2 separate regions of the Mus musculus genome follow, and region 2 is linked to region 1. A link is a contact called in public Hi-C data. All regions are on one chromosome and are shown on one strand. The core of a region is the stretch at or near the end of the contact, and the rest is flanking DNA. Distances in the headings are between cores, read along the strand shown.

The links. A called contact is a pair of places that touch in the nucleus more often than the background predicts.
Region 2: a contact with region 1 is called in a Hi-C map of uterus, with 5 times the contacts expected there. The contact joins two enhancer-like sites. A contact is called at or near these places in 3 of 484 Hi-C or Micro-C datasets (3T3-L1-derived adipocytes and uterus) and 2 of 115 datasets of contacts at active chromatin or transcription factors (T-cell acute lymphoblastic leukemia and bone marrow-derived macrophages).

What each region holds. Positions count from the first base shown.
Region 1 is chr2:74,998,684-75,001,994 of GRCm38.p6, forward strand. No RefSeq gene overlaps it. Among named protein-coding and RNA genes, the nearest start is that of Gm46748, 61 kb to the right of the region's middle. Within about 2 kb of position 1,783, at least 46 of the 459 cell types and tissues checked have an H3K27ac peak or open chromatin away from gene starts, as enhancers often do. A contact at or near this core is called in T-cell acute lymphoblastic leukemia and uterus, where this site is marked.
Region 2 is chr2:75,588,872-75,592,182 of GRCm38.p6, forward strand. The region is part of intron 2 of Gm50595; the gene reads right to left. Among named protein-coding and RNA genes, the nearest start is that of Gm39853, 23 kb to the right of the region's middle. Within about 2 kb of position 1,505, at least 17 of the 459 cell types and tissues checked have an H3K27ac peak or open chromatin away from gene starts, as enhancers often do. A contact at or near this core is called in T-cell acute lymphoblastic leukemia and uterus, where this site is marked.

The DNA of each region.
Region 1 (3,311 bases), core at 533-3,032:
TGTGTTAGTCTTAGAGAGGATATCCTACCCTAACCCTAACTAACCCTAACCCTCTAACGCTAACACTCTAACCCTTTAACCCTAACTACACTCTAACCCTAACCATTTCTCTCTAACCCTAACCCTCTAACCCTTACCCTAGGGTTGAGTCTTTCCAATGGAATTTCATTTACTAGCAAATCACCAATGACATCTGGAAATGGTGACTAACCTAAAGAAAACACTTTGCCACCTTAAAGCTCAAACCCCAGGCTGTTCTCCCCATTTCCAGACTGAGAGGAGCAGAAGTGACAACTTGCCAGAGGCCCTCATCTCAGGATCGCACCCAGACTTCCTTTGTGAGTGATATGAACACTATCAGTCAGCTGGATGCCCCTATTTGCAGATTCAGGCCAGCAGCAGACAGATGTAGGCTTTACAGGACTGACTGGGGTGGGACAGGAGTGATAAGACAGGAGTATGGCCATGACCTGGAGCTTGTTCTGAGTTTTAACAGGAAAGATTTCCCTGTGTTCTGTGTTCCTTACCTGAGCCTGTGATCAGGGTATCTTCCAGAGAGCTTAGCTCTCCACAGATGAGAGGGGGGGGGGAGGGAGAGGAGAGGAGAGGAGAGGAGAGGAGAGGAGAGGAGAGGAGAGGAGAGGAGAGGAGAGGAGAGGAGAGGAGAGGAGAGGAGAGGAGAGGAGAGGAGAAAGAATTGCCCCTTCCTTAAGGCAGAAGGCACCCTGGCAGTCTAGAGCAGACATTTTGTATTGTCATCACTGTAGGTGTTTCTGTCTTCTGTTTGAATAAGGGCTTCTCTGCCCAGTTGACTACTACCCACATATTCCCTTGAGGCTAGCTTTGGGATTTTATACCCTTTATCCTGTTTCTGTCCCCAACAACATGAAAGGTGAAGTGGCCTCAGGTGCTGGACCATGTTGTCAGGGCCTCTGCATCTGTCTTTCAGCTGGGGCTGGGATGTGGGCCTGACAGGAAGCACACAGACCAGGCAATAGGAATGCCAGGTGCAAGAACTAAACTCCCTCAGACTGCATGAGGGGAAAGGACACCTGAAAGCTGAGGCTTTCTCTACTCAACAGTTCCTCTCCCCCAGGCTCACCCTACCCAAAAGCTGATGGCTAGCACTGACTCTGGTGGCTCCGGGTGCTTTGGCTCACCAGGCAGTGCGGCTCCCTCCCAAAGCTGTCTTGGTCTCCACTCAAGACCAAGGTGGTCTGGTAGGGGCTTTTCCTGTCTCCCCAAATGATGCCCACGTTGCTGTTCTGGTCCAAGGTCGGGAAAGAAGACCCCAGGAAAGAACAGTGATTCCACCCTCAACTCAGAGGGTGAATGTGTTCAGAGGTCACACACACTCCCCAGATGTGAGAGCAGACAGGAACGGCAACACATAAGAAGGATCCGAGAACTCGTAAATATGAACAACTACCACAAATAAAATCTACCAGCCTGTTACTCCCGGGAAACTGACTGCTTGTAGATCAGAGAAATGCTGCTCCGGGGTTTCCCATGCCTAACCGCAGCATCACCCGGGGACGATTCAGAAAGTGACCCAGGCCAAATGCGAGTGTCAGTCTTTGGTAAAATTTGATACTCCTCAAGTAACTCTGGTTAAGGCAAGAACAGACTCTTCAAATCAGTGCTCCTGCCCTGTGAAAACGACTCGACTTGGTGGGGGGGGGGGGGGGCAAACTTGAAAGGATGCAGCCCAGATGTTAATTTTAAGATCCTCTGGGCCCAACACAGCTGTGGCCTCCAAACTGTTTTGGGATGGAGTCCGGCCACACCCACAGCTGCAGCCGAGCAGTGCAATTTGAAACTCCCCCAGGGCCAACTGCTGTGAAAAGAGCAGTTTTATTACACAAAATAAAACAAAATGCCAGCTCATCTTTACAGTTTCACGGTCTGCCTCGGGGAACACAAAAAGAGTTTTATTTTTCACCTCGTGCGCACTCTGCGCCAGCCGGGTTTGTCTCGGGGCCAGTTTGGGAGGAAGATCTGGAAAGTTCTCTGCTCTGTTGTGGACTCCACTGGTGGTGGAGCTGACATTGAACTTGACTGACTACAGCTGCTCTTTCTGGGCAGTGAGGGAGCAGCATTTAACGTAGCTCTTATGGGGATGTTGCATGTGTTCACGGGAGCTGGACCTGGACCTCATGCCTGAGATACACGGTCTCCCTCGTCTCAAAGCTTTGGAGCAAGATTTTGCCTTTTAATTAAATTTTAGAAGCTTGTTAAACTAGATTTCTGCTTTTAAGAGAGCACACTTAAAAAGAAAATGATGTGCCCCCAATAATCTATAAAATTGAAATTCTGAGGCAGATATTAAAGTTTTCTACTCTAGCTGAAACACTGACAAGAGACGATGAAAGTATATTGTTTGGAGGGCTGGGAAGAGAACTCAAGAGCTACAAGCTGAACTATCGTGAGACCCGTGTTCCAATCCCCAGCACCCAGGGAAAGAGCTGAGAGTGGGGGTACATACCTATAATCTCAATGCTGGCGTCAGAGACGGGAGGATCCCTGAGGCTTGCCGGCCAGCCATCTTAGCTGAACCAGTGACCTCTAGGTTCAAAGAGAGATGCTGTTTCAAAGAATAATATAGAGAGTACCTGAGGACGATATTCAGTGTTGACCTCTGGTCTACATGTGTATACATACAGACACTATATCACACACACACACACACACACACACACACACACACAAGTATATTGTTAAATCAAGCATCAGCGTTACTAGATGAAACTACGGAAGTTAGCTAATAGCCGACTGATTTTTAGTGCAAACAGGGAAACGACCCCATGGTCTTTTTGTTTTCTCTCTGTGTCTAATGCATTGAGTCGTACACGCAATCTAGGACAGCTACATGCTTGATCTCGGTAGAGGAGAAGCCAGCCTGCACACGGGTGTGAGGGTCTCTGTGATATGAATCGGACGGAAACATGAACTAAGTTGTTTGAGCAGATGTTTTGTCTACACAATGCTGAGCGTTAAGAGGCAGATATTAAGGTTTCCTTCTTCCCGTGTAGAGACCTGGTGTCATATAGATGAAACACTCCATAGGATAAATGAAGGTCCCTCTTCTGTTCAGACGTTTTTGATATATGATATATAGAAGCAGCTGGAGAAGAGTTCAGCTCAGAATGAAGAAGCAGAAGCAGGGGAGAGGAGAAGAAAACTCAAGGACAAGGACCAGTTGCTCACATCCCTGGTAATGCAAACCCTCCAGGTAACCAAGTAGAGGGAACTTGTCACTTTCTAATGACAGACATGTTTACCAAGACCATGCACTGAATTGTCTTCCTCTC
Region 2 (3,311 bases), core at 255-2,754, 590 kb after region 1:
CTAGTAATATATCAGACATTGCTGGCTCCTGGGTCTGTATTGAAATCTAACATTTTAGTAAGTAAAATTAAATGTTTTGCTGTAGAAAAGGTGCTTTATTTCTGCTTGTTAATTCCTGTCTTTTGAAACAATAAGCACAGGTTGAATAAGAGGCAACACGCCTTCCAGAAATGCAGATAGTTCACCCACCTTTCTTTAAGTAAACGAAATTATTAGGAAAGCCCATTTTAAAAGAATCACTCTGTCCCTACTCCACTATTTCCATACACCCCTAATTACTTTTCTGTCTGGGTTTGTTGAACTAATGCATATTTCTGAACCAAGATTATATACCATTGGAAGAGATCTTAAGAAATCCATTGAAAGCCTGCCATCAGCACCATAAAAAGAGGATTACATACATAAGAACCCTGGGCAAGTACAAAAAAAGGTACTTTTATTATTATTTTACAGGAACTATAAATTTGACTTTTAAAAAAATCTTATTTTGTGCTCAGGATATGGTGCAGGCAAAACACCAGACACACAAAGATACCTTTAAATTTTTTAAGAGTTATTTTGGCCGAAATCAAAATGAGCTTGCCGATCTGTAATTACAGAATCGGGGTACCCTTGAACCCAAGACAGAGATGCTGCTGCATTGAGCTACACTACAGGAAAAAGGCCTCGTGTTCCCCCACCGCCTTCAGCCAGCTCAGATAAACCAGCACAGGCAAGCTTTGCAGAAACGCGTAGAACCGGTCTCAGGGTTGCTCCTAAGCAGAGTTGTACGCGTGCGTGCGGGGTAACCCAGGGCTTTGGAGGCCCTGCGTGCGGGGTCTGTAACTGCGTTGCCATAGCTATCTGTCACGCGTTCCTGTCAAGACTCCCGGCTGCTGCTTTCTAATCGCCTGAGAAGCAGCCTTCCTGTGACAAGAATCAGGCTCCTCCGTTCTGATCTGCATCTTTAGCCTAACAATGAGAAATGGGTTTCCATAAACTTAAAAGAGGCAAAGAAATGATGCCAAAGCCATTACTTGCTGCTTCGGATTGGAAGGAAGACACCTGTCCCTTTTTAGACCAGTAATAAAGGATAAAACTATGACAAAGCCGTCAGCGTTTCATCTGGAAAATAAAGGGAATCAGCTGGCGCTCTCCTAAAGAAAAACAAAATGCCTTCCCCTCCCACTCTGAAATCTGCATCAGAATCTAGCCTCGATTTCACGTTGTGCTCAACCTTACAACATGAGAGAAAATTATACTGTCATGAAAACCAGTGCAGAAGGATCTCGTTCTTTTTAATGCTCCCCTCGTGTCTTTATCCCTTTCCTCTAAATAGCCATGGCATTGTCCACCTCAGTGTTTTGGTTTGAAGCCGCTTCAGGGGCTTCTGGTTTTGCAGCCTGCGGTTTGAGGTTGATCAGGCTGCAAGCTGCAGCTGTGGGAACCCCAGGCTTAAGGCATTTGGAGTTGGTCTTGGGCAAGCTGCCTCACCAGGGATAGCACAGCGCTCCCTAGCCTGGTTTAGAAAACCCACAGCATTACAGCGAAGGCCCATGCGCGCCACCTAGTGGACACGATCTGCCTGGGGTGTCATCAAGACATGGTGGGTTATATAAAAATCTGCAACCCCTATAGTTCGCCAATAAATACACTTTTCTTCATACTATAGTCAAACCGACGAGGAAGGGGACATATTTTAAAAGAAAGTGTCAAATGCATTAACTCACAAAAGCTTCAAGACTGTCTTTTCAAATATAAATATTATTCAGCCCTTCCTTTGGGGCTCAGGAAACCCGGAGGGGAAGAGGAGGCAAAAAGAGCCAGAGGGGTGGAAGATACCAAGGAAACAAGACTTTTAAACACAACAGGACTGGTGCACATATGAACTCCCAGAGATGGAGGTAGCACGCGGGGCGGGGCGGGGGGGGGGGGGTGTCCTGCACCAGATGCAGATGAAAGGAGGAGAGGACACACTCCACAGTGCTAATCCAGAAACTCTCTCCAATCTATAACCACTTGGAAATGAAAATTTTGTTTTCTCCAAGGAAGTCTCACTGGAGAAACAAACCACTCTTAAGGGCAGGCTGCAGTGCCCAACAGGAGAGGCCGACTGAAAAGGAACCCAGTGGTGACTTTAAGGTTCCTTGTCTCCTAACTCCTTACGTCAGAGCTTTTTTATTAAAATAAATAAATAAATACACCGGGTAGTGGTGGTGCAAGAAAAAGTTACTGTTATTTTATTACAATTAGTTTTACTTTATAGGTTTTGTGTATACACCATGGATTCCAGGTTTGCGGTTTTATGGGTGTGCCAAGAAGTGAGTCTCTTTGTCTGCAGCTGATTCTTGTGCCTTTTCTTGAGTTCTTGTGCCTTCTGTTTGTTTGTTTTGTTAGATTCTGATTTGTTTTTGTTTTATCTCATTATATTTTATTATTATCCCTTAGAAGCCTGTTTGTTTTCTAAGGAAAGACAGAAAGGGAGTGGACCTCAGTGGGAGGGGAGGAGAGGGGAGGGGAAAACTGAGAGAAATAGAGAGGGAGGGGACCACAACCAGAATACAGTGTATGAAAACTCTATCTTCAATAAGATTGTGTGTGCGTGCATTCGTGTGTGTGTGCGTGTGTGTGTGTGTGTGTGTGTGTGTGTGTGTGGTCTGTGTGTGTGTGCATGTGTGTGTGTCTGTGTGTGTGTGCATGTGTGTGTGTCTGTGTGTGTGTGTGTGTGTATTTGATATATATACATATACATCAAATATCAAAATGCTGTGTTACTTTTACCTTTATGGAGAAAGGGGAAGGTTCGTATTGACTGGCATGCATGAAGGCCCTGGGTTTGAGTCTCAGCAATGCACAGTCATGCCAATAATTTGATTTTTAACACCCCCCCCACTCCAAAAAAATAAGTCTTTCTTGTTTCTCCTCTTTTTCTGCACATTATTTCCTGGATGAAAGCACTTCATTTTTTTTTTTCTTAGCCAAGTTGTATAAGACCTCATTCAAATCACAGTCCCTAGGAAGTTCCTCAGACCGATCTGAACTCATGGGAGACTAAACCTTCTTTAAAAGTGTCACTTGTAAAGATTTCCTGATTGTCTCGTCTCCATGATCTCCTTGATTGGCTTCAGCTGCCTTCAAAGGCTTCTTCAATGTTGAGTGAGCAGCTTTGACACAGGTGACAGCCCTGTCGGGATAATATAAACACGCCAGCATCCCTTCCAAGGCACAGCAACAGCAACGCCCGTTTACGGAGCTCCAGAAAAGCCAGCCCTTTGTGCAGCAGGTACTGGGTCCTCAGCAGCCCCACTGGGTGCTCACAACACCTAAGCTTG